2 separate regions of the Hordeum vulgare genome follow, and region 2 is linked to region 1. A link is a contact called in public Hi-C data. All regions are on one chromosome and are shown on one strand. The core of a region is the stretch at or near the end of the contact, and the rest is flanking DNA. Distances in the headings are between cores, read along the strand shown. Region 1 holds the start of LOC123447953 (cleavage stimulating factor 64). Region 2 holds the start of LOC123447954 (dystrophia myotonica WD repeat-containing protein-like).

Region 1 (6,203 bases), core at 540-3,039:
TTTTCTCCTCTATGTGAAGGGAACCCCTTGGATCTAGATCTTGGAGTTCTTTGTGAGCTCCTTGTTCTTCATCTCATATTCCTCCATAGATTTTCTTGTTCTGGTAGGATTTGAGTGTGAGCAACTTGACCACTTCGTGTGTTCTGGCCATTGCATTAGTTGCATCAGTTTGAGTTCTTCACGGTGATACGCGAAGTGAGTTTTAAGAAGCTTATTACTCTTGGGTGTTTGGGCACCCTAGAGCTTGTGCCTCTTGGGTGCTTTGGCACCCTAGATGGTTGGTGGTGCCTCAGAGCTCAATAATTATGGTGTAAATCTCTTAGCAAGCGCTAGGGTCTCCAATTAGGTTGTGAAGATTGCCCCGAGCAATTGAGGTCACCTCGGAGCCACAATCCATTGCGGTGAAGCTTGGCGTTGTTGTTGGGACCCTCCAATTTAGTTGTAGAGATTGCCCCAACCTTGTTTGTACGGGTTCGATGACTGCCCTCAAGGGCCCCTTAGTGGAATGACGACATCTTACACTGTGCGAGGGTGTGAGGAGATTACGGTGGCCCTAGTGGCTTCTTGGGGAGTATTGTGCCTTCACACCGTTCCAAAGAAGATTAGCGTCCGCAAGGGTGTGAACTTTCGGATACATTATTGCCTTCGCGTGCCTCAGTTATCTCTTACCCGAGTCCTTTACTTATACACTTTACTTTGTGATAGCCATATTGTTTCATGTTATATATCTTGTTATCACTTATTTATTTATCTTGATTAGCATAAGTTTTTGGTGCCCATATGTGAGCCTAGTTGTTTTAGATTTTGTGCTTGACTAATTAAACACTAGTTTTATTTCGCATTTGTTCAAGCCTAAACCGTAATTATTTTAAAGCGCATATTCACCCTCCCTCTAGGCGACATCCACGTCCTTTCAGAAAGGATGAAGCGTCAGCACACAGGACGGGGCTAAGCACTAACAGAGGGGACATGACGGGGCCGGGGACAACCGTCGACGACATGAACCCTAGTCTCGAGGGATTGAGCGACTTGACCCGTCGAAAAGAGAAACAAGAAAGGAGAGAAGAAACGACTCGGGTCTGAGAGAGAAAGCCAGTGACATTTTACCCATGAATAACAAGTCGAGGGGTATCATGAGAGAACGAAATCGTTTTCTTTTGAAGAGTAGTCCACAATCGCCAGAATCCATATATAATGATTCTCAAATATACTATTGCTTCTGATGATTTTTAAGAAAAAAATGAGTTCTTTTGCGAATTTGATTTCCAGGACCATGATTCTCTAGAATTGACAGAAAGAATTGGCCTTTGCTCCCGTGTGGAGTTTTGCGAAAAAATACCAGGAAATGTATCCTTAATAAAAAAGACAAAAAATCCTATGTATAGGAGAAAAAAACTGTTTGGATGGGTCATAGTTCAGACCAAATTTTCTTCGCTATGGATACATCTTTTCGTATTTGTTACTTCCTTCGTAAATTAAAATGTAAATTAATATAAGAGTGTTTAGATTCATATTTTAGTTATCTAAACACTCTTATACTAATTTACAGAGGAAGTACAAAACATCACACATCAGTAGGTTGGTCATCCAGATTTGATATCCCAAATCCAGTTTTTTTTTTAATTTTCTGTTATTTTCTGAAATTAATATTCGTCTAGGGGTGTGGAGCATCCAGGAGCTCCTACTACAACTCTGATGAAGTGATCACTCAAACGGAAACGGAAACGGAAACGGAAACGGAAACTAACATCATTATAAACAAACACCTGGGCAGCGAGACCGCGGAAACGTATCCAGACCAGACCAGACTCGCTGGAAATAGCGAGGCAAGCCGCAAACAGCAGCAGCGCACCTCCGCCTCCGGTCCCTACCCAGCCGCCGATGCCGCCCCGCGCCGCCGCCGGCGACCTCAGCTGAGCATGGCGGCCGCCCCCGCGGGCCCCCAGAACCGCTGCGTCTTCGGTAATCCCCGTTCGCCGCTCTTCTCTCTCACGGCCCCCTCCCTGCCCCTCCCGGTGTCTCCGCGTGCTATGTGCCTGCGTGCGTGTCTCTTCCTCCTCCAATTCGATCCGCGGGCTGGGATCTTTCGCCGCGATTCGGGTGGGAGTGGCCTAGCCCCAATTGGCTACGCGAGTAGAGCTCCATTTGGGCCCCAATCGCTGCTGCATCCTCCGTCGATTCCCCGTGGATTTCCCTTCGTGTGTCGGTGGCCGGTGCGGTTTTTTGGTGGCACGGAGCGCGTTTAGCTTCTCCCGCCGCTAGATTTGGAGTCTAATTCCATTTCATTTTTAGTTTTCGTACTGTCTAGGGTTTGCCTCTTTTTTTTATCCCTTCATGTTCGTCACGCCTTTGGCGTTGTTTCCCCCCAAACGAAGGTGTTCGTTAGTTGGCTTGTTCTGTATCCAACGTGTGTGACACTGATAATTGCCACACATTTTGTGTTGATTCAGTTGCTGCGGTATGAGTAGGTTCTTGAGTTTGATTGACGCGTGTGTTGGCTGTGGAATTTGTTTGCAGTTGGGAATATACCGTATGACGCGACGGAGGAGCAGCTCGTGCAGATATGCGAGGAAGTCGGGCCCGTGGTCTCCTTCAGGTTTAGTTGAACCGTGCAAACCCTATCAGTAGTTTTCTAATTTGACCATGTTGTGCAGATAGTCATGTTTGTTCAATTATTGGATTAATCAGCTTTTTTGAGTTATTTCTATCCCTTATAGCCTTTTTAGGGTTCGATGAAGCTGATGACGCTGTTGAGCTGTGACTGCTGGATACTGACTGCTCAAAATTGCTTGCAGACTGGTTGTTGATAAGGAAACCGGAAAGCCGAAAGGTTATGGATTTTGTGAATACAAGGATGAAGAGACAGCTCTAAGTGCACGTCGGAACCTTCAGGGTTATGAAGTTAATGGTCGTCAGTTACGTGTTGATTTTGCTGAAAATGGGAGGAACACTGACAAAAATAGAGAAAAGGTGGAAGATCCTCAATTTATTACTGTAGAAGAACCTTATTTCTCACCCAGCAAGTCCCGTGTTAAGATGAAAGCTTGTATGGTTTTGGTTCCCATGAATTATAATACTAGTCTTTTCTCCAACTACCATGTGTCTCCTGTTTCACTTTCTTGCACAGCATGTGTATGTATGTACAGATTCCTGTCTGTACATATGCACACCTGCTATTCTGCCAAATTACCTTGTGGAATTATCATTCTGGTATTGCGAATCTTCTTTGGTATCGTGGTTCCAAAATTATCTCTAATGTCTTGATTTTGCCGCCTTTTACGAAAGTAACGTACCAAAGTTACCGGAGTAAGAAAAGCAACGTCATGGTTTCAAAGATCTCCAGAATTGTACTGAACGCGTGAGGTTCTCTGCAAATAGAAAAGAAGAATTATCTTGTAGAGGATGTATATGTGGTCAATGCATTTATAGTTGCATCCTTTGTGCTATGCTCAAGCAATGGTGTTGGAATTATTAGTAAATTATCTCTGAAATGATATATACAGTTGACTTCCTCTTTTGGCTTACCATTACATTATTACCTTCCTTCTCTCAAAATAATTGCTATGTCCTTAGCTGCTGCCAGCAGACTTTCTATCTATCCCCACACCAGTGACTGATGCTGATATGTATGTGCTGATTTTTGTTGCCAAGTTGTCAGAATGCGTCCACAAGAAAATAATGTGTTATCAAAGTTTGACAACTGGATGCAGTTGATTGGGACACAATTTCTATGCTAGATTTTCTGGAGATCATAGTGAAATAGTATTGCATGACAAGGTCCCTAGTTTTCACTGCCATGTTGTAACTTTGAATATTGGAAACTAAGTAGCTTCACTATGGAAATGAAGTTAGCGCAATCAAAAATTTATTTCATGCATGGGCAGTATGAAATCTTAACCAATTGAAGTTGTCAATAAAGAAGCAGATATTGACTTATTTTTTATATGTTTATGCATTGCAGGGTCGTGGAGGACCAGGAATGTCATCTAGTGTTGGTTGGTTTCTATTTCTTGATCATCATTTATTTAGTTTATGTGTATTTTTAAGATTTCAAACTTGCCAGTTTTATGTCCGTGCACGCTAACATTAGGATCTTGATGTAATCCTGCAGATGCTCAGAAACAATTAACCACAACTCCCGCTGTAGGGGAAACCAGCCTTCATCAGCTTATTGGTCTTCCACCGGCAATACATGCTGCATCTGTGATGGCTGGCGTTCTTGGGGGAGCTCAAACTGCAAATGTACAAAACGGTTTACCTGTCCAATTTGGGCTTGGAAACGACCCTCTTACCCATTACTTGGCCAGGATGTCAAGGCATCAGTTGTATGAAATCATGTCTGAGTTGAAGGTAACCTTGAAATATCAATATCAATTCCATGAAGATTAAAAATTGCTCACTGCTAGTTTTAGCTTGTTAATGCTTTTTTTTGTATGGCAGACCCTAACTACTCAAAATAACGACCTTGCCAAAAAACTGCTGCAAGGAATTCCACAGCTTCCAAAGGCCCTATTTCAGGTTAGCTTTGCTATTGATTGCTCAATTAATCAATTGTTACTTTCTGTTCCTGTTTTTGTGTACTTGGTCCAAAATTTAATATAATGGAGTCTGTATGAGTTCTCCACCCAAAGTTGTGCCTATTTTTGCTAGTTTGCTTCATTCATGTTCACAAATTTCATACACCCTTCTTAATATAAATTTAACCAACTCCTATGTTTTATGTTTGCTAATCCACATTGAAGCTCTCTTCTTCCAAATGCTTGCATCAAGTATTTCGGTTATGCTTGTTAGAACTTCGATGTGATTCATGGTTGTCTCCTTCTCCCAGAAGGCAAAAAGAAAAAAAGAAAAAAAGTGTTCCCTTAATGTATTGAATAGGTTTGTCCTATATGTGTGTACAGATCAAATATTTGTTGCGTTCATGTGAGGCCTTTCTTGAAAGATAGGAAGGCCATCCAACTTTATATGTTGACCCTTGGGATTCCATGGAAGAACTTTTTTGAAATACTTTTGTTCATTATTCAGTTGTCACTCTAGGGTAGAATGGGATAAATGGAATATTAGAACATCATAACCTTTTTCTTGTTGTAATGCAGGCACAGATAATGCTCGGGCTAGTGACACCTCAGATGGTATATTCTTGCTTTGTTCTGAGTTTGATGTACCTGATGTTTTCCTGTGATTTTCTAATATACTAATCTAGGTCTGCCAAAATCGCAGATGCAGATGGCTAAGAGCCAACAGCCCTCTATCTCGTTGGCACAATCTTCTCACCTCAATGAATCATTTCCGCAGTCAGATGCTGTGATACCAATTGTTCATAGACCTCCACCAAACCCTAATGCCATCCAGGAACAAGCACCGCTGCATAACTTTCCGCAGTATCAACATTCATCTCAGCCTCCAGTCAAAATGTTTCTGCATGGACATCAGTCTGGGGTGCTGACACACCCTCCAATGCTATCTCAGCCCTTCGGCACCTCTTCCAGTGTTCCTACTCAACCCCCTGTAACTTCAGGAGGTTTGATATCACAAGTTCAGCCTTCATTTTTGACACAGCACCCTAGACCACCAGTTATGCCAACTAATGTACAGCAACTACCCTCAACTAATCCTCATCTCCCCCAGGTATTTTTTTCGACATAAGGAGCTTATGGTTTTTCACTAAGGATGCAATAAGCAGCAAGCTACAGTCTGCGATGACTTATTAATCATCTTGGTTGGGTCTTCTAATTCACAGAAAGCCTGTAAACTATGTACTTGAAACCATACAGTACATCAACTATTCGTGTATCTTTGCTTACACCCATAAATTAACTGATTTTTTGTAGTCAAGTTGGATACGATTCACTAATTTTGCTGTCCACAAAATTTAACTTGTGTCACATTGCAGGTTGCTGCTGAACCTGAGATACCCCAGAAGGAAGTTAGATTGCCTGATCGAACTAGTCATCAGGCAGAGTTAGATCATCCCTCAAAATTGAGAAAATTGGAGGATGGAACATCAACGCCTGGAATAGCGAACAATAATCCTGCTGTTTATTCGGCTCCATCGCAGGTAGTGGTCCCTAGTGGACCATCAGGGAGCTATAGTTCTGGTGCTGTTAACTTTCAGCAACCAGAGAATGAAGCGCCTCAGGTAATCCCCTCTAAATTTTAGTTTCAGTTTCCATCTTTCCTGTTATTTATTATACCTTCCATTC
Region 2 (5,824 bases), core at 2,303-4,802, 280 kb before region 1:
TACTTGGTAAAAGGTGTAAGGCTCGACCTTTCTAGCCTAGTGTTTTGTTCCACCTTTGCCCCCCTTAGTTTCGGCTACCGGTGTTATATTCCATAATTGTGCGCTCCTAACACGATCGGGGTTGTTATGGGGACCCCCTTGATAATTCGTTTTAGATTAAGACTGGTCTGGCAAGGCCCAACTTTGGTACTACATTTTCCTAATAACCTAATAAAAATGCATAGGGACTTTCCGGACCCCGTGGATAATTAATCAACCCCCCGGGCCAGTGCTCTGCATGGGTGTTGGTCCAACCTGTCAACTGCCGGTGGCTACTAGGGGCAACTCTGTGATTGGCCTACCTGAAGTTTGGACAATCCGTCGTATCTTGAGAACGAGATACGCGGCTCCTATCGGGATCGCCGACACGTCGGGCGGCCTTGCTGGATTAGTTTTACCTTATACGAAATATCTTATGCATCGGGATTCCGGTGATGCTTTGGGTTATCTCAGAGTTGAGGTTTTCCACTAAGGAATCCGACGAAGTCACGAGTTTCGTGATCAAGGTTTTCTATGTGGCTTGTGGTAATTTATGATGGACTAGTTGGAGCACCCCTGCAGGGTTATATCTTTCAGAAAGTCGTGCCCGCAGTTATGTGGCAACGTGGAAACTTTGTTTAACATCCGGTTCTAGATAACTTGAAGTTAACTTAACTAAAATATGCCAACTGAGTGCGTAACCGTGACTGTCTCTTTCGTGAGCTCCTTCTCCGATCGAGGACACGGTGGGGTTATGTTTGACGTAAGTAGGTGTTCAGGATCATTCATTTGATCATCAATAGTTCACGTCCGTTATGCGTAGATTATTCCCCCTCTCATTCTTGTACTCGTAAGTTAGCCACCTCAAATAAATGCTTAGTCGCTTGCTGCAACCTCACCACTCAACTATACCTCATCCATTAAGCTTTGCTAGTCTTGATACCATTGGAGATGAGATTCTTGAGTCCCTGTGGCTCACAGATTACTACAACACCAGTTGAAGGTACAAGTAAAGTGACATTAAGACATCAGCGCGGTGATTGTTCATTTGGAGTTTCCTCTTCTTCCTCTTCTTCTTCGATCTAGGATGGGTTCCAAGTAGGCAGCCTGGGATAGCAAGGATGGACGTTGTTCTTTTATCGTTTATTTTCGTCCGTAGTCGGACCCTGCTCTTCTTCATGATAACTGTTTATGTTGTTGTATTGATGTGACTCTGATGTAGCTTGTGGCGAGTGTAAGCCAATTCCATATACTCATCTTTTCAGTACATGTACTTGTAACGATATTCATTCTTGCGAAATGACGAGACACGCTTCTATCCCTGTCGAGACCCTCGTGCCAAAATAAGGATAGGATCGCATCTGGGGCGTTACAGGACGCCCGACCATCTGCATAATTGAAAGAGGGACCGACAGGTGCTGCAACTAACCAAGAGTAATGAGGAGCCTGACATGATTTTGCTCCTCGAGGTAAACTATTAGCATGTCGACAATCCAAACGAGTTCGGGGTCTAATGACGGTGTGCTACATCGGAGGTGGACCAACGTATGACAAGTCGGATGCTGGGATGGCCATAGGGGCTAGCCGGCGACGATGATTCTGATGTTCTCCGACCTATGAAGGGAGCCCTTCAAGGAAAGTGCAGTGTCTTGGCGAACAAGCCAAGGACCCATTCACCAAGGAGTAATCTAGGTTGAGCAGAACACTTGTAACCCTAGGTCTCATCCTTGCTTTGTAAGGCGAGGTCAAGCATAGTTCGGGCTATGATGGTTCAAACGTTCTCCAACCTATGGAGTGAGTCCTTCAAGGAAAATCCAGTGTCTTGGTGGGCAAGCCAAGGACCCCTTTGCCAAGGAGTACCCTACATTGGTTAGAACTCTTGTAACCTTGGTCCTCCCCCCTTATAATGGGAGGCCATAGATAGTTCAAGACATCAACGTCATAGTCATCGTCTCGGTAGCTACAACCATCTCATACATGTTACCCCCTCATGTGAGGCGTTTTCCATCATCAATTAAAACAAAGTAGGGGTAGAGTATTATCTCAACCATGGAGGCCTCAACCTGGGTAAACTCCTCATGTGCAAACTCCTTTAGTGCTTCTGTATTCCGGTCACGTTCTCCACCCTACCGAGCGTACTCGTGGTTTTTGGTACCGTTTGTTGTCAGTGTTGCAAAGGTCGATTGCCGCCCCTGCAGACTAAGTGCTCGTGTTGCAAGACTATCCTCACCGTGTGCACTCCAAAAGCCCGTCCATTAGTGTTGCAATATCTGCTAGAGATGTTGCTTGCTTCAGAGCTCCATTGCCGCTATGAAGTTGATTGGCAAGTGTTGCGAGGTCGGCCATGAGGATGTCGTGAGACAGCTCGTCGGCGTGCAAGCGTGACGCATATGCTGCAAGTTCCCCTTGCGGTGCTCTAAGGCTGATGACGCCGCCCTAGTGCGAGAGATGTTTGGTCAAACGGTGTGAAGCAATCGAGGCTAGCAACTTCTCCTCCCCACCACCACAACCATCCAAAAGATCTATTGACTCACGTCAACCTGTCTACTCATTTTTTAATAATTATACAATCATCATATGTATTTTTAGTTTTAGATTCACATTAGTAATTTGTAGATTCATGTTCATAAATCAAAAATCATAGAAATATTACTGTGGGTAATTTCACAGTAAGTTAGGGTGGGGGTGGGGGTCCTAGTAGTTCCTAGAGTTGCAAATGGATCCATAGTCCTTAGCACCGAAATGACTTATTCGGAGGAGTGAACAAAGTAAAAGAAAAAGGGCACCGTTCTGCGTAGGCGCACCGGCGCGAGCGCCCCCTTCGGTCAACGCGTGACCCTACGATGCAACAACTGCTAGCCGTCAGATCTGTTTGTCTCTTCTCAATTTCTTGCATCGTCTTCCTCTGGAAAATTGCAGTGTCACGAGCGCCATTGACCCCGGCCGTAATCTTCCGTGAGGCGACTCAGCTCGAAGCAGCACAACACACCCCGTGCTCGTCGGAGCCGCCGTTCGCCGGAGCCGCTCGTCGGCGCGCTCGCCAGCACGCTCGTCGGAGCCACTCGCCGGAGCTGCTCGTCGGCGCGCTCGTCAGAGCCGCTCGCTGGAGCTCGTCGCCGCTCGTAACAGCACCCTCATCCTTCCCCCCTGTCGCTCGCCGCTCGTCGCCGTCAACGCCGCCGGTTTGAAGCTTTTTTTCACTTTTTTTGAAAAAAAATCCGTGTCGCTTGAAGCTTTTTCCACAACGGTTGAAGCTTTTTCCATGTCGTTTGAAGCTTTTTGCTGGTTGTAGCAAAAATGACAGGCTTTCCTCGTTGGTCTGTGGTTGAAGCTTTTCAAACATATGGTTGAAGCTTTTGTGTCAACGATTACAACTTTTTGTATTTCGTTGTCGCCCGTTAAATCTTTTTATACTGTTGGTTGCAACAAATTAAATGAAGAATGTAGCAATTTTGTAAAATGGTTGTGTCCAGATCGAACGAACGCGGTGCGTCGCGCAGTGTATAAAAGTTTCCCAAAGAAAAAGGTGAGTCATATTTCCGTTCCTCCTCCTACCACCAGCACCAGGTCTCTGTTTCTCCAGTCTCCCACCATCCTCCCTCATCCCAAATCAAACCACCTCCCCGTCGCGTCGATCCCAATCTGACCACCCCCAAAACCCTAACCCTCACTCGCCTCCTTGAACGGCGGCGGAGGCGTGAGATGGCTGCGCGGTCGTAAGCATTTCGGAGGCGATCGCGGAGGTGGGGGCTTCCCTTGACCCGCCAGCGGTGTAGCTGGTGCCCGGCCTGTGGGTATGGCGACGTCGTCGTCGGCTGGCGGGGGCGGTGCCGCCGGGGGCGCTCCTGGACTGAAGACTTACTTCAAGACTCCCGAGGGCCGGCATAAGCTGCAGTACGAGAAGACCCACTCCCCCTCCGTGCTGCACTACAACCACGGCGCTGGTGGAAAGACTGTTTCCGAGGTATGGAGGGCGGCGACTCCGCGGTACCGGTGATCACGCCCCGGGGTTTGCGGTTAGCGCGCGGGTTGGGACGGCGATTGGGATCTCGATGGGTCGCTCGGATGGGATGGGGAATTGAGCTGTGGCGTTGGGTGTTGACTTGATCAGGTGCCGGATTTAGACGTGTCTTTTTTCGCGTATCTGGTTGGGTTTTGTTTGGTTTTAGTTAGGGTTTCGGGTAAGTTTTGGATCGTGGCATTTATGGAACCTTGCGGACTGATGAATTTAGATGGGTTTCTTGTTTGGGATTCTTTTTGCATAAGCGATTGTTTTAGTTATTTGCTTGCTTCGTGATGATCGACTTCATTGCGATGTATATTCCTGTATTATGAAAAGTTAAGATTACATCAATTACTTTTGACGATGGCAGATGACGGTGGCATATTTGAAGGAGAAACCAGTGGGGCAGGGCTCTACACCTTCAACACCAAGTTCCAGCAGTGGCATGCGATCTGCAGCTGCGAGACTGCTTGGTACTGGGAATGGGAGCCGGACACTTAGCTTTGCAGGCAGCAACGGTGTCAGTAGGGCTGTTTCAGGGAGCAGCCGTGTGGGTGGCGGCGTTGGTATGTCAACGGGCATTGGTGGATCTCAAGCTGTGGTGAATTATGATGGCAAGGGAACATACATCATCTTCAATACCGCAGATACACTGTTCATTAGTGATCTCAACTCACATGACAAAGTATTAGTTCCCTTGTCCAATGCATGACGAAGTTACCTACAGATATGCAGCCTTGTGTTTGTCTGATCAAGTTGTTAATTGCACCAGGATCCAGTAAAGTCCATCCACTTCAGCAACTCAAACCCGCTTTGTCATGCATTTGACTCGGAGGCCAAAGATGGGCATGACCTGATTGTTGGAGTATGGTCAGGAGATGGTCAGTGCTTTCTTCTTGGAATCCTTTATCCTTAGAATTGAACTCTGAGACCGAGACGAGTTATATGTGTCCATTGTGCAGTCTATTCGATGTCATTGAGGCAACAGTTGCAAGATCCTGGAAAGAAGCCTGTTGCGTCTCAACATTTTATCAATAAAGACAAAGATGGAACTGCCAACAGGCATGTTTGCTTCCTTTAAAATAATAACGAAAGTGATAAATTTGTATGAGAATTACATTACAAGTAACAATTATTTTTCTTCATATTTTTGTTTTATGCCACATCCTGAGCACACTACTGTCTTAGGATAATTATATGGAAGATGGTCTGACTCAGAGTTTCCTTTTTGTGCATTATTAGAAGTTGTAACTTATAGGGAACTTCTGCTATTATTAATGGGTAAGGACTAGGGTTGGAAACTTCATTTGAGCACCTCATTTTGATGGAGCTCAGTAGATAGTGGCAACATTTGTTTTGCTTTGTGCCGGTATCGTGCTTTGTATGACTTCTCATGCTGCCTGATTCAAATTGACATGTGAGAGATGTCGACATTCCCTTGTTTTGAATAGCCCTTAATGCCATCCTACCATGGTGGGTCCAATAGTTGTCCTGTTCCTCGCTCTATGGAGTCTGCGAGGATCGTTTAGTGTAAGCATCTTATGCATGTGGCGGGGGTGGGGGGCTGGCACGAAGAGCAGAGTTGATATACATCCCTTGCCTAGTCAGCATGTAAAGTGAATATTTACATATAGGTTGTGGGACTATGTATATACATGTAAATACTGTTTGAAAAAAATGACTATTTGCAATCAGTTCAACTTTGACTTTACTAGATGCCGTTATTGCAGCCGGTGTACTTGTGTTGCATGGGTTCCAGAGCGTGAAGGCATTTTTGTTGTCAGCAATGCTGATGGGAATCTG

What was found. A called contact is a pair of places that touch in the nucleus more often than the background predicts.
Region 2: a contact with region 1 is called in a Hi-C map of leaf, with 2.8 times the contacts expected there. The contact joins the promoter of LOC123447954 here to the promoter of LOC123447953 in region 1. A contact is called at or near these places in 3 of 6 Hi-C or Micro-C datasets (leaf and seedling).

What each region holds. Positions count from the first base shown.
Region 1 is chr4H:84,653,721-84,659,923 of MorexV3_pseudomolecules_assembly, reverse strand. It overlaps LOC123447953 (cleavage stimulating factor 64), which reads left to right and starts at 1,789. Exons shown (of 10, transcript XM_045124695.1): 1 at 1,789-1,962; 2 at 2,518-2,596; 3 at 2,796-2,970; 4 at 3,962-3,995; 5 at 4,112-4,350; 6 at 4,441-4,518; 7 at 5,097-5,132; 8 at 5,221-5,628; 9 at 5,894-6,139. The coding sequence starts at 1,920.
Region 2 is chr4H:84,937,182-84,943,005 of MorexV3_pseudomolecules_assembly, reverse strand. It overlaps LOC123447954 (dystrophia myotonica WD repeat-containing protein-like), which reads left to right and starts at 3,552. Exons shown (of 10, transcript XM_045124696.1): 1 at 3,552-3,982; 2 at 4,392-4,706; 3 at 4,794-4,902; 4 at 4,984-5,083; 5 at 5,752-5,824. The coding sequence starts at 3,815.